Regions from separate parts of the Mus musculus genome. Here regions 1 and 3 are each linked to region 2. A link is a contact called in public HiChIP or PLAC-seq and promoter capture Hi-C data. All regions are on one chromosome and are shown on one strand. Each heading gives the region's core, a stretch centred on a gene start, on an enhancer-like site or on the middle of the called end of the contact. The rest is flanking DNA. Distances are from core to core; before and after follow the strand shown.

Region 1 (3,673 bases), core at 960-3,459, 720 kb before region 2:
TGTGTACTCTTCCTAAAAATCACAGACACTGATCTTTTGCTTTTTTTTTTTCTGGATTCTGTTCTTTTGCTCAATTAAAAAATGTGTGTGTACACCAGTAGAATATATATATATATATATATATATATATATATATATATATATATATATATATATAATTACTTGTATTTTTCTTCCCAATGTTACCCACGTAAACCCTTGAACCAGTGGTTCTCACTCTTCCTAATGTTATAACCCCTTAATTCAGTTCCTCATGTTGTGGTGACATAAAATTACTTCCTCACTACTTCATAAGTATAATTATGCCACTGCTATGAACTGTAATGTGAATATCTGATACTCAGAATATCTGATATGCAACCCCTGTGAAAGGGTCTTTTGACCATCAAAGGGGCCACAACCCACAGATTGCAAACCACTGAAAACATAACCTTTTTATAACTAGGACCAAATTGCTTAATCCATCATGCCTTTCCTTGGAGAAGAATGCCTTCATTGAATCCCCATTAATGTAAATGCTCTTTCTCCAATTTTTCAGACCACAGACTCCTGTCCCCCACTACTTTCTTGCCAAACATCCTAGTGTCAGAGCTGTGAAAGCTCTGCGGGGATGCGGGGATGCACTTTTGTTTTCATCCCATGGATCCCTTTACACTTCCTTATGCTGAAGTTAGCATCTCTCTTGGACTCCTCCTTGATCTCCACCACTGTGTGATATGGTTCACAAACTTCAATTCTACAAACATCCTTTTCAAAATTGTTGCTAAGCCAACTTAACACCTTAATGTTATTGTTTTGTCAGATTGTAAGCAACATCAATAAAATCACTGTCTGTTAAAGTGAAAACTACTGTGTGTCACCTAAACTCTCTCCCAGAAGCATAAGACCACAAGCAGCACAAGTTAGGCATTCCTGAGATAGGAGGACTCAACAGGTTATTGAAATCAGCTCTACACATCTGCCTGTTAAATGTCTGTTACCACTAAACCAACATTCATGTATTTTACGGTACACACTGACATGTGGGTGTGTGTGTGTGTGTGTATGGTGGTGGGGGAGGGGTGTTCCTGGGAATACAGAGTCCAGGACCCAAGGTCTTTCTCTGAACTGCATCTTTAGCACCTTAAAATGAATACTTAATCCATAGCTTACAATACCATACCACCTTGTGAGTCTGCATCCCATAAATTGCTATATTCAATTATCTCTGACTTACAGAAAATGCTGATTTCATATTATTCTAATTATAAAACCTTACAATACAGATGGATTTCGCTTTAACATTAAAGTTAAGTGATGCACTCAGCTGGAGTAGAATTGAAAAGTAAAAACCTTCATATGCTGCACCATTTATTGATTCCTTGTGTTGGTAAAGAACATAAGAAGATAAGTAGAGAAGCCATTTTAGGCTGGGTGCATAGTCTTACGACTTATAATGACATGTAGCTTGAGTATTAAGCTCTGAACTTGGAGAGCGACTGATGACACACAGGGCCATGTAGAACCTCAGCACTCTAGGGGCCCACTCACCTTGTGGGCTCCACTTGCAGTAACCCATTCTCTTTGGTCTTTCACAGCAGCAAGTTTTTGAAAAATATCTATTAAAGAAAGAAATCATTCAAAGGGAGATCGAGAAACAGCTGTCATGAAACTCTGGCTCCTCAGAAGTGACAGGAAAGAGAAGAACGAGAGAGTGGGAGCAGAGACCCACAAAAGGAATAGTGGAGGACAGGGCTGCCTAGTTCAACTCTAGAAGCTCACCTAGTATAGTAAATCTGCAAATAGCACAAAAGCAAACTCCCCGTGCATTTAAAGTTGAACAGGTTCCTGAACCTTATTTATTACAAGGTCATGGCATGGACTTAAAAGACCCTACTCATTATTCCAGCTTACAAAGAGATGGGAGGCCAGGCAGAACATAAGACCTGCACCGAGAAAGCTGTCCTCAAAGGAACATCCTGGTGCCCAGCATCTCCCCTGCCCCTAAGAGCCACCGTAGGCCCAACCAGCAAAGCATGAGAAACCAGTCTATCCACACAAGTACAATGGGCTTGTGCTGGCACCCAAAGCAGCAGGAATCCTGTGGCTGACCACACCTAGAGGGACTGCAAGGGGGAGGGGTGGGTGAAGGGCAATAGGAGAGAGAAGGAAGAGAAACTGGTCAAGCTTTCTGAGGAAGCCAGAAGAATGTCTGAGATGTCTCACACCCTGGCCACAGCTTCCACATTGCTGTTTTCAGGGGAGATTCTCAGTTTTCCTTTTCATGTTGTGGGTAGTCTACATTATATGAGCTAGGCATAATTATTACCCAATTTTAGAAGCAAAAATCCCTGGTTCTGACATTTTCACAGAAATCAAAAGGTTTTCTTTCAATGTCACAACAGATGTCGCTTTTATGAAAGACTTCTTCCTTGAAACAAATATGCTTGCCAAAGAAAGAGCTGCCATGGGGAGATGTGGGGACATGTGATACCATTGGCACAAAGGCACACACCATGTGAGTGGAACAATAATAAGAGCAGCAGGTGTTCTTTCTCCCAAGTCCACGAGATTCTTTGGGTGCCTGGCAACAATGCTTACACGTCATATTGACCAGCTTGTCCACACAGTGCTGCTCCTCAGCGTAGCCCAGGTACTCGTTGGCCACGATCTCCATGTACTGCATGAAAGACCAACCCAATAAGCCAGTCAGAAAGCCAGCACCAAAAGTACATAGGAAACAAGAGTGCAGGTCTTAGGATGAGCCTAGGATGGCAGAGAGGTAAGTAAGAACTGCTCAGTACTCCTGGGCCTGTGGCACTCAAGGGTGGGACACAGGACTTAGTGATTCATGGTTTCTTCCTGAATGCCCCCAAAGTTGAAAGAATTCTGAAAGCTCTCAAAAATCCCAGAATGACTTGAACTGAATAGTTTCACGGTGCATCTTATATAAGATATACATAGTAACCTGATTCTTTGATTCACCTTGCAGCAAAATGTTTAAGAAATAGGCTCAGAGAAGCATAGACAGTGTGAATGCTTATGTTAAAGTGGTGATGTCCTTTACAATATATGGACATGGACTTCACTCAGTGAGGTACATCTTCAGTTAGATTTCTCTTTAAAAACTAAACAAGGGGGCTAGAGAGATGGCTAAGAATACTGGCTGCTCTTCCAGAGGTCCCGAGTTCATTTTCCAGCAATATGGTGGCTCACAGCCATCTGTAATAGAATCTGATTCCCTCTTCTGTGTGTGTGTCTGTTCTAACGCAGATCACTCATATACATATAAACAAACAAACAAACAAATAAACATTTTAAACACTGAGCATGAATCACCTTCCCAGGATTTAAGGTGACTCTGTTCAGTCTCCATAGCTGTGACAAACACTGAGAGAAACAATTTAAAGAAAGTGAGGCAGAGAAAAAATGCTCAATTCATGGTAGCATAGAGAATGGTAGGAAGGGGCTGGAGCAGGCATCTTTCTGTGGCCCCTTCTTCTTCCAGCTCAGTCCTGCCTCAAGGTTCCCACTGACTCTCCATATAGCAGCACAGTTGGGCACCAAGTATCAACACAGGAGACTGTAGGGAAATTTTGTATTCAAAGGTAACATTTCCACTAGGCATGATCTTCTATTAATCTAGCTCAGAATGAGTTCTCAAGACCGAGTTTAGCATAAATCACTTTTTGCT
Region 2 (3,681 bases), core at 73-2,572:
CCTACAGAATCTTTCTTGAAAGGATTGATGATCAGTTTCCATACAAAGTTATAACATTCTGATAACATAAAATAGCACCAATTCTAGCACATCCTTGTGTTGTACTGTTCCAAAAGTCAGACATATGGTAACCATCACATAGAGTGTGATACCTGGATCCACACATCCTTCATGGGACATCATATTTCAGAACCCAGAAGAATTTTGGGCCAGCATAAAAGATCCACTGCAGTAGAAGTTGAGCTTGTGTTCAAAGGTAAACTTCTAGTAGGAATTCAACAACTGAGATGCAAATCCTGGCTTTAAGTCTCTGTGGTAAGATAAGTCTCTGTGTTGAGATTCTCTCGGGGTAGCAGATTACAGTCATCACAATTGCAGGGCCTAACAAAAGCAAAGGACAGAAAGTCCGTGCAGTGGGTTTACTAGTTACTTTTTCTTGCTGTGATAAAACGCCATGACCAAAGCAGCTCATGAGTCTAATTTGGTTTGCACTTTCTGAGAGTCCTTAGTAGTGGCAGGGGCATAGAAACAGGCTGGAACAAGAACCTGGGAGATCACATCTTCAACCACACAGAGAGAACATAGAAAGAATTGGAAATGGGGTGAGGTCAGAAATTCTCAAACCTACCCCAGTGAGCGACTGCCTAAAGCAGGGTTTACACCTTTTTATGGTTCCTTAAGGTGTCCAAACAGCACCACCAATGGGGACCATGTGGTCAAATATTGAAACTCAGTGGGACATTTCTCATTGTGTCACACAGTAGGATTTATAGACCATTACCCATTCTGAAGACTCCTCCAACATGTGCACACAAAAATAATGTAAATCACTGAATTAATAATTGGAAACACGGGGTACTCTTTTCTTAGAATAGGGAAGAATGTGGATTTTAAATGTAAGGAAGATAGGTTCTACACAGGCCTTGTCATGTAGCTGGTGTGTAACCTTAGCTGGCCACTTTTCAAATCTCGCTATGTTCCAGTTTGTTTGTCTACAATCTGGACCAAAAGAATCTCTCCCTAGTTCAAGAGTATTGAAACAAAGATGTCCCTGGAAAACTGTTTTTATTGTTTTTCTCATCTGTGTTATATTTTAAAACTGTTGGCGGATTTCCAGATCCTATCCGTTGCAAATATTATATAAAAAGGAAGAAAAAAAGATACTCAAGAAATGAAAGTTGGGCCCAACTCTGACCTAAAGAAAAAGGGGACAGCGCCAGGTGCTCCCGCCGATGTCCAGCAGGGGACGCTGCGGGCGGCGGAGCCAGAGACGCGACCGGAAGTCAGACTGGCGGCTCTGGGGAACCTGTGACGACTCCTCCTGCTTCCGCTGGTGGCCCAGGGCTGTGCTTGGTTCTGTCAGCCGGCTCCTGTGCTGTAGCCATGCCGCTAGAAAACCTAGAAGAAGAGGGACTGCCCAAGAACCCCGACCTGCGCATCGCGCAGCTGCGGTTTCTGCTTAGCCTGCCGGAGCACCGCGGGGACGCGGCGGTGCGCGAGGAGTTGATGGCGGCCGTCCGGGAAAACAGTGAGGCCAGCGAGCGCCGAGTCAGCGGCCTAGGCGGGGCGGTCGGGGTGCCTGGCGGGCGTCTCCGGTCGAGGCTTCATGGAGACCCCTAGGGAGGCCTCCTGGACCCGAGAGGGGCTTGCTTGCCTTAGTGGGTTCTTCCCCGCCGCGAGACGTCCAGGGAAGCCTCGGGTGCTTGTCGCGGCTGGACTCCCGGCAAAGGCGCCGCGGCTTTAGTGATGCCTGTCGGTGTTTAGCTGCCGGCCAAGGGACAGTCAGGGTTCTGTCCCTAGTAGTCGAGTCGAATCGGTGTCCTTTCCCTGACATGAGGACTCCTTTGGAACAGGAGCCGACCAGAGCAAACTGAGGATTCGATTCCCTTCCCCTTGGCCTTAGTCGCGATCAGACCTGCTAAGATCGGCTCTCAAGCAGGCTCCCAGCTTCAAACCTTAGCCGTGCTACCCAGGCCCATAGTTGGGAGGCGTCTGCTAGCTGACCTTCGGTGGGGTGGGAAAAGCGAGCAGAAGCTAACAGGATACCTCATAATGCGTGATTTGTGGCTTTTAGATATGGCTCCTTATTATGAAGCCTTGTGTAAATCCCTCGACTGGCAGATGGACGTGGATCTCCTGAGTAAAATGAAGAAAGCAAACGAAGAAGAGTTGAAACGTTTGGATGAGGAGCTGGAGGATGCAGAGAAGAATCTGGGAGAAAGTGAAATTCGAGATGCAATGATGGCAAAAGCAGAGTACCTCTGTCAGATAGGTGACAAGGTCAGTGAGATGCCCTGCCCGCTCTGGGTAGGTGACAGGGTCAGTGAGATGCCCTGCCCGCTCTGGGTAGGTGACAGGGTCAGTGAGATGCCCTGCCCGCTCTGCAGATGAGAGGTGCTCCCTATTTTCTGGAGGTACAGACCAATGTTGTACATCAGTGCAAATGAGTAATATCTCACTGGATAAGAGAATCTTTCTGTTTTAACTGGAAGGATAATCATATTTACCTGTACTGAAGAGTCAGTACAGGAACAGTAGATACATGACAATGTTGCAGCACCCAATTCCCTGCTCTTAACAGAGCAAGGTGTGCGTTAGTCTTCCTTACTGTGTCATTAAAAACAAGTACACATGAGGCTAGAGAGAAGAGGCTTGGTGGTTTAAGACTGTATACTGCAGATCATCCTGGAGGAGACCTAAGTGCAGTTCCCACCACCCACATCAAGAGGTTCACAATACCAGCTCCCAGGTATCTGATCCCTCCAGCCTCCAAAGACATCTGCATTCATGCACACATACCCCCAGACACACATATACATACTTGAGAATAATAAAAATACTTCTCCAGAACAAAACAAGGGTGCAGAGGTTTTGCCCCCTCTGTTGACAACATTGGGGTCATTTTCAGTAGTAACTTAAGTGGTTGGGAAGCAAAGATTGTACATTTTAAAAGGTTTACAACTGCCAGGCAGTGGGGGCACACGCCTTTAGTCCCAGCACTTGGGAGGCAGAGGCAGGAGGACTTCTGAGTTCGAGGCCAGCCTGGTGTACAGAGTGAGTTCCAGGACAGCCAGGGCTACAGAGAAACCCTGTCTCGAATTGTTTTTTTACAGTAGGAGGCTGGAGCGATGGCTCGGGTTAAGAGTGTTGGTTGCTCTCAAAGAGGACCCGGGCTTGATTCATGATCTCCATATGAAGCTTACAGCCCACCCCACTTTAATTCCAGTTCTGGGAGATCCAATACTGTCTTCTGACCCCTGCTGGCACCTACCAGGCAAGCACCATCATGCACAGACATACATTTAGACAGTATACTCAAAGACATAAAGTAAATCTAAAAGAATTTATAGTAGTAACTTACAAAGCTCTTTGATAGTGCAGTTATGTACTTGTGTATGTATGTCTTGTAGACAATGAGTAGTGAACATGTATTTGTGTGCATGAGGTCACTGTGTCCCGCGAATCCTCCTCTTCCATGCATCTGTCACTGCATCTCAGAGAACTTTGTTACGTTCTGGATCACCGCTGCCGCATCCACATTTTGAGTAGGTTGTCTGTTCAGCTGGTCTGGATGCACGAATTGCTTCAGCTGGTTTTGCTTTAGCCAGCTGTAATAGTTGATTTTTCTTAAACAAATTGCAGTGGTGAAAAACATGTTCATATGTCTCCTAGTATATATAT
Region 3 (3,692 bases), core at 1,192-3,691, 780 kb before region 2:
TTCCCAGCACTCACTCAATCCCAGACAGCTCACAAATGTCTGTAACTCCAGTTCCAGGGGATCAAACACACACAAAGGCAAAACATCAATGTACAAAAAAATAAAATCATTTAAAAAAAAAATAGAGCTGGAGAGATGGCTAAGCAGTTAAGAGCACTGACTGCTCTTCCAGAGGTCCTGAGTTCACTTTCCAACAACCACATGGTGTCTCACAACCATTTGTAATGGGACCTGATGCCCTCTTCTGGTGTGTCCAAAGACAGCTACAGTGTACTCACATAAATAAAATAAAACTTTAAAAAACCCAAAAAACAAAAAACAAAAAACAAAAAAAAACCCTCAAAGAATAAAACCACATGATCATCTCAGTAGATGCTGAGAAAGCATTTGACAAAATTCAATACCCCTTCATGGGTCTTAGAAAGATCAGGAATGCAAGGCTCACACCTAAGCACAGTAAAAGCAAATATACAAGAAAATAATAAACAACATCAAACTAAATAGAGAGAAACTTGAGGCAATCCCACTAAAATCAGGGACCAGACAAGGCTGCCTATTCTCTCCCTACCTATTCAATATAGTACCCGAAGTCCTAGCCAGAACAATTTGACAAGAGGAGGTCAAAGGGATACAAATTGGAAAGGAAGAAGTCAAATATCACTATTTGCAGATGATATGATAGTATACTTAAGTGACCCCAGAATTTCCACCAGAAAACACCTTCAGCTGATAAACAACTTCAGCAAAGGGGCTGGATATAAAATTAATGCAAACAAATCTGTAGCCTTCAAAGGATAAACAGACTGAGAAAGAAATTAGGGAAACAACCCCTTCACAATAGTCACAAATAATATAAAATACCTTGGTGTGACTCTAACCAAACAAGTGAAAGATGTGTACGGCAAGAACTGCAAGTCTCTGAAGAAAGAAATTGCAGATTTCAGAAGATGGAAAGATCTCCCATTCTCATGGATTGGTAGGCTTAATATAGTAAAAAATGGCCATCTGGCTGAAGGCAATCTACAGATTCAATGCAATCACCATCAAAATTCTACCCTAATTCTTCATAGAGTTAGAAAGAGCAATTTGCAAATTCATTTGGAATAACCAAGAACCCAGGATAGTGAAAACTATTCTCAACAATAAAAGAACTTCTGGGGGAATCACCATCCCTGACCTCAAGTTGTACTACAGAGCAATTGTTGGTATCAAGAACCAGTTTGGCAGATTGGCTCCTTACTCAGGAATATCACACATAGGTGACACCTGTTGCTAAGGCAACCACATATCTTCCCAGAGGATACTTTCCACACTTACCTGCGAACAGATTACATCACAGCCTAAATAAAAGACAGGCCTTTCCCACCATCGACCCTTTTTTCCTTTGTCTTTCTCTCTTTCCTCTTTTTGTCTCCAATAAACCTCTTCCACATGGAACTGTTTTGGCCTGGTGGTTTCTGTCTGGACATGAGCCACCATTCCAACATATGATTGGTGCTGAAACTGGGGACTCAGTCGTGCCCTCCAGCAGCTGTTGCTATGTTAGCCCAGGAGGTGACTGGCATAAGCACTGGGGACTGTGACTGAGTGAAGTGAAGTGGACCAGCCTCCAGAACATACCCCTCGAAAGTGCCTCTCCCACCCCTCCCACTCTGGGCTCTTGCAACTGTCTAAGAAACCCCTAGGCCTAAGGTGAGATGCTTTCTGGTAAGTTCAGGACTTACCGTGTATAGCCTCTAGGGGGCCTTAGTGATGATTTAGGCCTCTAGCCTGGCTCTATTTTTGGTTATTGAATTATTCTCGGGACGCCAGTATGAATAATGAAATAACTCTCCAATGGGTAATGTGATGTCTTTGAATGTATCTCTAGGTACCTCACTGAGATGTCTCCTGGACAATCTCAAATCTCTGAAGCTAACACCTGACTTGAGGGAATCAAGATCAGTACACCTTGGCAATAAGGTCTGGATTCAGTACCAGTTAGATAATAGCTTCAAATGTCCACTTCATGACACACTAGATCCAGTTATTTTAAGGCATCTTCACATATACTACCAGTGGTCTGGTAAATGGAAAGAAGCCCCCTATGTCCAAGCATTCTTCTATCTTCACTCCAATTCCTCCATGTGCTCCTCTTGTTCCCCAATCCAACTTCTCTTAGCCATGAAGCCTCCACTGCCTCCACTAGATGGTGCTACAACGCTTGATCCAGCTAAGGAGCTGCCCTCCTTCTGCCGCAGATCTGTTTCCACACCGCCAAAACCCAAACTGCTGCCTTGGTTTCTCCTTCTCACAAGGATACTCCAAAGCCTACTAGCTCGACCTCACCAGATCCCTCCTCTTTTGAGCAAGCTGCCGGTCATTCAAAACGCCCTACATTGGCGCCGAACTTTACCCCTCCTATCACGCACTCTAAGGCCACAGCCAAACACTTGACCCAGCATGGGTGCTTCCTTTAAGGGAAGTAGCTGGGGTGGATGGCCTTGTCAGAACACATGTTCATTTCTCACTGAGTGAACTTTCTCAAATAGAAAGCAAACTGGGCTCCTATACCTCTAACTCCTCCACCTTTATTAAAGAGTTTCAATATATTATTTAGCCTTATAGCTTGCCTTTCCATGATGTACATATTATCCTTCTTAATAACTTGCTTACTGAGGAACTAAGGAGAGTTTGAGAGCAAGCAAGAACATATGAAGATGAAAATCATCAAACAGATAGAACATATCCAATTGGTTCTGAGGCAGTGCCTGACCAGGATCCTTGAAGGAATTATACTTCCATGGGAAGTATTTTAGCCAGAGATAGATTTATAAATTGCCTTCTGGCTGGCCTAAGAAAAGCATCCTTAACGGCAGTAAATTTTGAAAAATTCCAAGAGGTTGTCCAGTACAAACATGAAAATCCATCTCAATATTTAGAACACCTCACAAAGGCTGTATTGCTGTATACCAATCTGGACCCTGAAAACCCAAAAGGTAAGCAATTTCTGATAACCTACTTTTTCCCCAGAGCTACCCCGACATAAAAGCCAAACAGAAAGCTGAAGAGGGGACCCCTAACTTCACAGGCGAAATTTTAGTGCTGGCCTTCAAGGTGTACCATGAGAGAGGTGAGAAAGGCCACAAACAAAAATATCATATGCTGGCAAAGGCTGTCTGACCAACCCCAGCCACTGCCCTGAACTCCTGGTCTTCAAAGACTCAGAGACCACCAGGCTTCTGCTACAAATGGGGTCAACAAGGTCATTGGGTAAAAGCTTGCTCTAGCTTCCTCAAGCCAAGGAGGCCATGGCCTAGGCACCATCAAGAGGGACATTGGGCTATCAATTACCCTTATGTTTCACATCACTCCCAGACAACCCTCCAACTGATCTCCTAGGTTTGGCTATGGCCTACTAAGGAGACCTGAGCTCCTTGACCCGACGACTGCCATCACTAGCAGGGAGCCCCAGGTAGGCATCATGGTATGTGGGCGGTCCATCTCCTTCCTATTGGACACTGGGGCTATTTAGTCCACTGTCCTGATGGAGTTTTGTGGACCCACTTCCCTCTCTCATTTACCTATTGTCAAGGTATGAGGGCAACCTTACATTCCTCATCAGACCCTAACACTTAGTTGCATTTCTAGGTGTGTACCTCTCACCCATTCCTTTTCAGCAGTGCCAACATGTCCTGTCCCCTTCTTGGGAA

Evidence for each region. Promoter capture Hi-C pulls out the DNA fragments that hold promoters and counts their contacts. HiChIP or PLAC-seq counts read pairs in DNA pulled down with a chosen protein or histone mark.
Region 1: a contact with region 2 is called in a promoter capture Hi-C map of hippocampal neurons, with 5 times the contacts expected there. The contact joins the enhancer-like site here to the promoter of Psmd6 in region 2. A contact is called at or near these places in 3 of 39 promoter capture datasets (the 3T3-L1 cell line, cranial neural crest and hippocampal neurons), 5 of 484 Hi-C or Micro-C datasets (B cells, the Ba/F3 cell line, cortical neurons and 1 more), 2 of 115 datasets of contacts at active chromatin or transcription factors (bone marrow-derived macrophages and large pre-B cells) and 2 of 9 other capture datasets (adipose tissue and liver).
Region 3: a contact with region 2 is called in an H3K4me3 HiChIP or PLAC-seq map of bone marrow-derived macrophages, with 8 times the contacts expected there. The contact joins the enhancer-like site here to the promoter of Psmd6 in region 2. A contact is called at or near these places in 2 of 39 promoter capture datasets (embryonic stem cells and hippocampal neurons), 2 of 15 datasets of contacts at CTCF or cohesin (large pre-B cells and pro-B cells), 1 of 484 Hi-C or Micro-C datasets (bone marrow-derived macrophages), 3 of 115 datasets of contacts at active chromatin or transcription factors (bone marrow-derived macrophages, large pre-B cells and pro-B cells) and 3 of 9 other capture datasets (adipose tissue, liver and pancreatic islet).

The regions. Positions count from the first base shown.
Region 1 is chr14:14,841,772-14,845,444 of GRCm38.p6, reverse strand. Nek10 (NIMA (never in mitosis gene a)- related kinase 10) reads right to left here. Exons shown (of 35, transcript NM_001195229.1): 7 at 2,581-2,659; 8 at 1,531-1,598. Among named protein-coding and RNA genes, the nearest start is that of Nek10, 23 kb to the right of the region's middle. Within about 2 kb of position 2,209, at least 32 of the 459 cell types and tissues checked have an H3K27ac peak or open chromatin away from gene starts, as enhancers often do. A contact at or near this core is called in hippocampal neurons, where this site is marked.
Region 2 is chr14:14,118,586-14,122,266 of GRCm38.p6, reverse strand. Psmd6 (proteasome (prosome, macropain) 26S subunit, non-ATPase, 6) reads left to right here and starts at 1,322. Exons shown (of 8, transcript NM_025550.3): 1 at 1,322-1,528; 2 at 2,075-2,280. The coding sequence starts at 1,384.
Region 3 is chr14:14,903,675-14,907,366 of GRCm38.p6, reverse strand. The region is part of intron 22 of Nek10 (NIMA (never in mitosis gene a)- related kinase 10); the gene reads right to left. Among named protein-coding and RNA genes, the nearest start is that of Nek10, 85 kb to the right of the region's middle. Within about 2 kb of position 2,441, at least 29 of the 459 cell types and tissues checked have an H3K27ac peak or open chromatin away from gene starts, as enhancers often do. A contact at or near this core is called in adipose tissue and bone marrow-derived macrophages, where this site is marked.